2 separate regions of the Macaca mulatta genome follow, and region 2 is linked to region 1. The links are chromatin contacts, called in public Hi-C maps. All regions are on one chromosome and are shown on one strand. Each heading gives the region's core, a stretch centred on a gene start, on an enhancer-like site or on the middle of the called end of the contact. The rest is flanking DNA. Distances are from core to core; before and after follow the strand shown. Region 1 holds the start of MFN2 (mitofusin 2). Region 2 holds the start of PLOD1 (procollagen-lysine,2-oxoglutarate 5-dioxygenase 1).

Evidence for each region. Hi-C and Micro-C count contacts between places; a contact is called where the count stands out from the background.
Region 2: a contact with region 1 is called in a Hi-C map of blood, with 2.3 times the contacts expected there. The contact joins the promoter of PLOD1 here to the promoter of MFN2 in region 1. A contact is called at or near these places in 4 of 14 Hi-C or Micro-C datasets (blood, cortical neurons, fetal cortex germinal zone and 1 more).

What each region holds. Positions count from the first base shown.
Region 1 is chr1:228,743,334-228,747,021 of T2T-MMU8v2.0, reverse strand. MFN2 (mitofusin 2) reads left to right here and starts at 1,300. Exons shown (of 20, transcript XR_013407719.1): 1 at 1,300-1,349; 2 at 2,831-2,971. The region is part of intron 17 of PLOD1 (procollagen-lysine,2-oxoglutarate 5-dioxygenase 1); the gene reads left to right.
Region 2 is chr1:228,791,514-228,795,379 of T2T-MMU8v2.0, reverse strand. It overlaps PLOD1 (procollagen-lysine,2-oxoglutarate 5-dioxygenase 1), which reads left to right and starts at 2,102. Exons shown (of 19, transcript XR_013407672.1): 1 at 2,102-2,234.

The DNA.
Region 1 (3,688 bases), core at 51-2,550:
CTCCCAGCTACTCAGGAGGCTGAGTGAGGTGGGAGGATTACTTGAGCCCAGGAGTTCGAGGCTGCAGTGAGCCGTGATTGCACCACTGCACTACAGCCTGAGTGACAGAGTGAGACTCTGGCTCAAAAATATACATTTTTTCTTTTTTTGAGACGGAGTCTCTGTTGCCCAGGCTGGAGTGCAGTGGCACGATCTCGGCTCACTGCAACCTCTGCCCCCGTGTTCAAGCCATTCTGCTTCTTCCTCCTGAGTGCACCATCACACCTGGCTAATTTTTGTATTTTTAGTACAGACGGGGTTTCACCGTGTTGGCCAGGCTGGTCTTGAACTCCCGACCTCAAGAGATCCACCTGCCTCGCCCTCCCAAAATTCTGGAATTATAGGCATGAGCCACCGCGTGCAGTCGATATTTTTTTTCCTAAAAAGTGAGATAGTTTAACAGTCTTTTTTGTCCTAAGTCTTTTAGCGCATCTCCGTTTGCACTGGCTCAGGACTTGAGAGCCACATGTGGCTAGTGGCTACTGTTCTGGCGCGCTCAGGCTTGGAGCCTTCCCTGCGGAGGCCAAGTCCTGCAGGGGACCTGTTTGCTGCGGTTTCCTAGTGTCTGGCACATCACTGGGGCCCAGTGATCTGGGTAACCATGTGAGCTTGGGTACCCTCCCCTCTCCGTCTCTTGGGACTGCTGTGGAGATTAAACACAGCGGCGGATGTTAGAGACGCAGTTCAGTCACTAGCATTGATTCGCCCTTGTTGCTGCTGTTCTTTGCTCAAAGGCGACTGAAGGGCAGGCAGCACGTCCAGGCTCGCTTCTGTCTGCCCGATGAGTCACTTCACCCTAGGCCTGGCCCTCCAGAGAGCACTCCTCTAAGATTACAGAATGCAAATCTGGATTCCAGAGCTGGCAGAGGCCCCAGGGTCAGGCTCTAGGACAACCCGCGAAAGAGCGGGAACCTCTACTCCATGCCCTTGGTTTTTCAAAGCCCCTTGACAGCTTGAGGCTCCGCCCCACTCTGCCCCGCCCCCCAGCTCCCGCCGACGCCCACCGGAACTACAGCCCCCACAATGCAGCGGGAGTCCGAGCCGCTGCGTCATCGGCTTGGGACGCGCCGGCGGAGGCGTCGCGCGCTGAGGCGCCGCTCGAAGTGTCCAGTCGCGGGGCCGCAGAGGCGTAAGGAGTAGGCGGGGCGAGCCAGCTGGGCTCAGGGTCCACCAGCTCATCCGGGTCGAGGGGCAATCCTGAGGCGACTGGTGACGCGCGCGTCCCTTTCCCTCCTCTCGGCTCCCCCCGCGGTGGCGCTTGTTGGTGACGTAGTGAGTGTGATGGCCACCGCGAGGCCGGGAAGGTGAAGGTGAGAGGGCGAGCAAGCCGGGGTGGCGGGGACTGGCCCGGCCCGGCCGGGCAAGTCCTGAGCAGCTCGGCGTAGGCCGACGGGATTCTGGGGCCACGGGGGTCTGAGATGCAGTCAAGCGAGGATCCCCACTCTCAGGCCTCGCCGCAGGCCCTGAGAGGAGGGGGCGGGCCACGGGACCTGGGACTGGGAGGTGGGCTGTCCTGTAGCTTCTCATTGTCCCCGCCTTTCCACCCTTCACGGCAACGTTCTACCCCTGCCGCTTTTCTGTTTTTCATCCAGTCTTCATTTTGCCAGCATTTACTCAGCACCTGATAGGTGTCCACGTTCACCGCGGGAGCGCCCTGCCCTCCCCACTTTGAACACTTACTACCCTCTCGTTCAACCCTGTTTACTTGTATGACTTCTCACCGGACTCTAAGGCCCTGGAGGGCAGGACTATTTCTTATCCATTCCTAACGTGGCGCCTGACACACATACAGAAGGCACACAGAAAATGTTGAATAAATAGCTGTTTAGACGCACGAAGGCAGAACTGCCCGTTACCCCCTCTCGTACTCCTTCATTGCCCTCTTTCTTTAAATTCTCAATCATCTCTCTCTCTTCTACCCAGAAAAAGGCTCTGGTTATCCGCCTCTGGTGTCCCAAGGTTTAGGGCTTGGGGGAGGAAGGCAGCTCAATGTAGTTAAACAAGGAAGGAGGCCGGTCGCAGTGGATCACACCTGTAATCCCAGCACTTTGGAAGGCGGAGGCGGGTGGATCACCTGAGGTCAGGAGTTCGAGACCAGCCTGGTCAACATGGTGAAACCCCGTCTGTGCCAAAAACAAAAATTAGCCAGGCTTGCTGGCACACGCCTGTAATCCCAGTTACTCAGGAGGCTGAGGCAGGAGAATCGCTTGAACCCGGGAAGCGGAGGTTGAGCTGAGATCGCACCACTGCACTCCAGGAGCTTTGGAGTCAAAGGGAGCTAATATTTCAAATCCCAGCTTAGACAATCGACTAACAGTCTATAAATCTTCAAGTATTCCAGCCCTCTGTTTGCCCCATAGAATTGATAATTAAGTGAGATACTTCACAGTAGCTGAATACATTGGCTTTCAGTCAGTTCTTCTGTTGCTCAGTAATCAGCTGTTCCACAATCCTCAAGCCCAGTTTTTTTCCTGGTTTTGCTCTGTCCTCCTCTCCCCTCTCTAGATGTACCTTTCTCAGGGCTCCTGCAGGGACCTCCCTGGTGCCTCAAACCCGCACATGGCAGAACACATGTTTGTGCATAGCCAGGATTGGTCCCACACCTCTGCGTTTTTTTCCCCAGGGCACTTCCTCACATGCCGGTGCAACTCCACAATACCTCAATGAGTAAGCTTCCCTCAGGGATGAGTTTGTTTGGCTTGAAACCTGATTAGACATGTTTTGTACACCAGTGTTTTTTTTGGGGGGGAGGACACCTGATCTATCTCCCTTTTCTTTTCTAATAAGTCAGGACTGGTGGAGTCAACACAGTCAATCAATAACCAACCTCAACCTGAGACAAGACAGAAGAGAACTCAGAATCTTTTTGTCTTTTGAACTCCAGCCATGTCCATGATGCCTACCTTGTGAAGATCTCTCACCATCCAAAAAAGTGAGTAGTAGCTGTTACTTCTGGCACCCTGGATTTGAGTTGAGTGGACAGGGGCATGCTCTCCTGGACCTCTGGTGGCAAGTCTCTTGGATGGCATCCTCTTTGTATAGAGCCACAGCTTTCTAACTTCTGTTGAAAAACTGCTGTTGGCCGGGCGCGGTGGCTCAAGCCTGTAATCCCAGCACTTTGGGAGGCTGAGACGGGCGGATCACGAGGTCAGGAGATCGAGACCATCCTGGCTAACACGGTGAAACCCCGTCTCTACTAAAAAAAAAAAATACAAAAAAGTAGCCGGGTGAGGTGGCGGGCGCCTGTAGTCCCAGCTACTCGGGAGGCTGAGGCAGGAGAATGGCGTAAACCTGGGAGGCGGAGCTTGCAGTGAGCTGAGATCCGGCCACTGCACCCCAGCCTGGGCGGCAGAGCAAGACTCCATCTCAAAAAAAAAAAAAAAGAAAGAAAAACTGCTGTATCTCTTTTCTACTTCCGTGAAGGATTTCGCTGGTTGCTTAGAGAGCCTGTTTAAAAGTTGACAGTTCAGGAAGTGGCTGGGATCTCTTGGGCTCCCCGAAGAATTAGTCTGTGTCTCCCTCATTTGGTCTTCTCTGCAGTGCTGGCTCTTCCCCGTCTCTGCCCAGCACAGATTGGCTCCTTGTCACTGCTCTTCTAAGATTCTGCTTTGTCCCCTTTACCCTGTATCCTCTTTTGTTTCGATTTCTC
Region 2 (3,866 bases), core at 853-3,352, 48 kb before region 1:
CACATGCCACCATGCCCAGCTAATTTTTGTATTTTTAGTAGAGAAGGGGGTTTCACCACATTGCCCAGGCTGGTCTTGAATTCCTGGGCTCAAGCAATCCACCTGTCTTGGCCTCCCAAAGTACTGGGATTACAGGCATGAACCACCGCACCCAGCCCATCTGAATGCTGTTGATTTAAATCTTTTCCCAGCACTGATGCATAGCCTGCTCTATGTCGTCCATTGACATTCGTGACATTCCTTCTCTCCCACCCCTTTGCCCCCTGCCAGCCTTGGGTTGCACCTGCCACCCACTCCTCTGGAGCCTAATTAGCTGGGAAAAGGGCTCCTGGGTCCCTGTCTGAGGTTTTTTTTTTTTTAGACAGAGTCTTGCTCTATCGCCCAGGCTGGAGTGCAGTGGTGCAATCTTGGCTCACTGCAAACTCTGCCTCCTGGGTTCAAGCGATTCTACTGCCTCAGCCTCCTGAGTATCTGGGATTACAGGCACGCACCACCAGTCTGGCTAATTTTTGTATTTTAGTAAAGACAGGGTTTCAACCATGTTGGTCAAACAGGTCTTGAACTCCTGACCTTGTGATCCACTCGCTTTGGCCTCCCAAAGTGCTGGGATTACAGGCGTGAGCCACCGTGCCTGGCCTCTGTCTGAGGTTTCTTCCAAGGAAGGAAGGATTTTTGTTCAGAGGTGGCGGCCCCTGTCTGACATCTGGTCCAGAAGCCCTTACTCTAGAGACTATTGAGTTGTTTGTTGGGCTTTGGGCATCTGTGAAGAGGCCCTAAAAACTTTCACTGATTCGTTTATTCATTTAACAATTAATCTCTGTAGGGTGTGGTGGCTCAGCCTGTAACCCAGCACTTTGGGAGGCAGGAAGATCCCTTGAGTCCAGGAGTTCGAGACCAGCCTGGGTAACATAGGGAGACCCTTGTCTCTACAAAAAGTAGAATAATTGGCCAGGTGCAGTGGTTTATGCCTGTAATCCCAGCACTTTGGGAGGTCAAGGCAGGCAGATCACCTGAGGTCGGGAGTTCAAGACCAGTCTGATCAACATAGAGAAACCCCGCCTCTACTAAAAATACAAAATTAGCTGGGCATGGTGGCTCATGCCTGTAATCCCAGCTACTCGGGAGGCTGAAGCAGGAGAATCGCTTGAACCCGGGAGGCAAAGGTTGCAGTGAGCGGAGATCTCGCCATTGCACTCCAGCCTGGGCTAACAAGAGTGAAACTCCGTCTCAAAAAAAAAAAAAAAAAAAAAAAAAGTAGAAAAATTAGCCAGGGATGGTGGCTCAGGCCTGTGATCCCATCTACTCGGGAGGCTGAGATGGGAAGATCACTTGAGCCCGGGAGGTTGAGGCTGCAGTGAGTGGTGATCATGCCACTGCACTCCAGCCTGCGCAACTGAACGCAACTTTGCCTGAAAAAAATGGAACAAAACAAAACAACAACAAAAAAACCTCAGAAGCGAGACTTTCCTTGGCTCAGAGGTTTGCCTCCCAGGGACACAAAGGTAGATCAAGTGATAGCCTTTTGGTGAGAATGGAGACGGGCTTCCTGCATTTCCAGTGCCTGGGTGGGCCACGTAGGAGTGTCTGTGTCTCTGAACGCATCCCTGCCCACCCTCACCTCTTGGGTTTGGGGAAGGTCTAATGAAATCATGAAAACTGACTTCCTTGGAGCTTGACCTGGGGTTGCTCTAAGTGCGCTACAGGTATCGCCATTAACCCGTGCAGGACCCAATGAACAGACGCTATCATAAGCCCCACTTTTCAGGCGAGCAAACAGGGGCTCACGGTTATCGATGCCATGGAGCGTCGGCCCAGAACCTGGGGTCTAGAAATCGTGGCCTCGCCCTCCTCTCACCGCCCTCTTCCTAGTCGGAGTGAACCCCCCAGAGAAGGGAAGGAGGAGGCAGGGCCTGGCAGAAGTCCCGGGAGCTGCACAGACAGGCGGTGGGAGCTGCCCCGACAGGGAGAGGCCAGGGCTTGGGCACATCTGCAGAAAAACCCTCCCCCCGGGGAAGGCGGTGGGGAGGGCGTGGAGGGGCGGGGCGTTGCCGCCCCCGGGGCGGGCCCAGTGCGTGGCAGCGGGACCTGCGGCCCCGTCGCAAAGTTTCCAGCCCTGCGAGCGCCGCCGGGGTCGGCCGATCATCCTCATACCTCGGCCATGCGGCCCCTGCTGCTCCTGGCCCCGCTGGGCTGGCTGCTGCTGGCTGAAGCGAAGGGCGACGCCAAGCCGGAGGGTGAGGGAGCGAAGGCCGGGGGCGGGAGCGCGGATCCGGGCGGGAGGTCTGGTCCCGGGCTGCCTCCCTGGGAACGACCTGAATGGGAGGCCTGGGCTGGAGAGGGAGTCTGGGTTCCGGTTCCTCGTCCACTTACTCCCTGGTGACTTGAACAAATCACTTCCCCTCTTGGGGCTGCGGTTCCTCCTTCGGGAAAGAAAGGGTGACAGCTGAGTTCCATTCAGCACAGAAAGGCTCAAATAATAATAGTTCTCATAATAATAACCGGCAATGGCTATTCTGCGGAGTGCTCACTATGGGCAAGGCATCAGTTAGGCATGATTGCTACCCTGGTAAGTGTTTCCTTCTATTATCCCCGTTTTCCAGCTGGGCAAACTGAGGCTCCAGAGTTCATTCACTTGCCCAAGATCATACAACTTGTGGGCCTTGGAACCAGGATTTACCCCACCCACCCAGGTGTCTGGTTCCAGAGCCAGGAGGCCTCATGACCATGGGAGTGAGGGGTCTTGAGGGGGACAGGGGAGGGATGGGGGTAGAAGGTGTGGCTCACTTTGTGGAGCAGTTTGTGCTTTCACCCATGTCCCCTGTGGTCTGCTGAGCCCCTGCCAGGGTGGTCTTCCTCTCTGCAGTTTATTTTTTTATTTTATTTAATTAATTTATTTATTTTTGAGACGGAGTCTTGCTCTGTCGCCCAGGCTGGAATGCAGTGTGTGATCTCGCCTTACTGCAACCTCTGCCTCCCAGGTAGAGGCGATTTTTTTTTTTTTTTTTTGAGATGGAGTCTTGCTCTGTCGCCCAGGCTGGAGTGCAGTGGTGCAATCTCAGCTCACTGCAACCTCTACCTCTCGGGTTCAAGTGTTTCCCCTGCCTCAGCCTCCCAAGTAGCTGGGATTACAGGCACACGCCACCATGCCTAGCTAATTTTTGTATTTTTAGTTGAAATGGAGTTTCACCATGCTGGCCAGGCTGATCTTGAACTTCTGACCTCGTGATCCGCCTGCCTTGGCCTCCCAAAGTCTTTGGATTACAGGCGTGAGCCATCACACCCAGCCGGTTCAAGCAATTCCTGTACCTCAGCCTCCCAGGTAGCTGGGATCACAGACATGTGCCACCATGCCGGCTAATTTTTGTATTTTTAGTAGAGATGGGGTTTCACCATGTTGACCAGGCTGGTCTTGAACTCTTGACCTCAGGTGATCTGCCCACCTTGGTCTCCCAAAGTGCTGGGATTACAGGTGTGAGTCACCGCGCCTGGCCCTCTCTGCAGTTTATACTTGAGGAAACTGAGGCCCAGACAGATGAAGTGACTGTCCAGGGTGGTCCAGACAGAGGTGGCTGGTCCGAGGTCAGCTGGGCACCAGTCTAGCACTCCTTCTACTTCCTCAAGGCCGATTGGATTGCAGTGTGTGTCCCACTGTCCTGAGTGGGTGCTTCCCTCCTCCCCAGCCCTCCCTGGCATGGGCCCTCTGCAGGGCTGTCCCGAGAAGGGCATAGACTGCAGACAGTCCCAGCAAAGCCAAGCAGAACTGACGGTAGCTTCCGTGGCGTTCTCCTCCTTCAGCCTACCCTCTTGGAGAACCTGAAACTGTACCACTAGAAGGATCCTGGGTTCTGGGACCCTTGGGTCTTTGG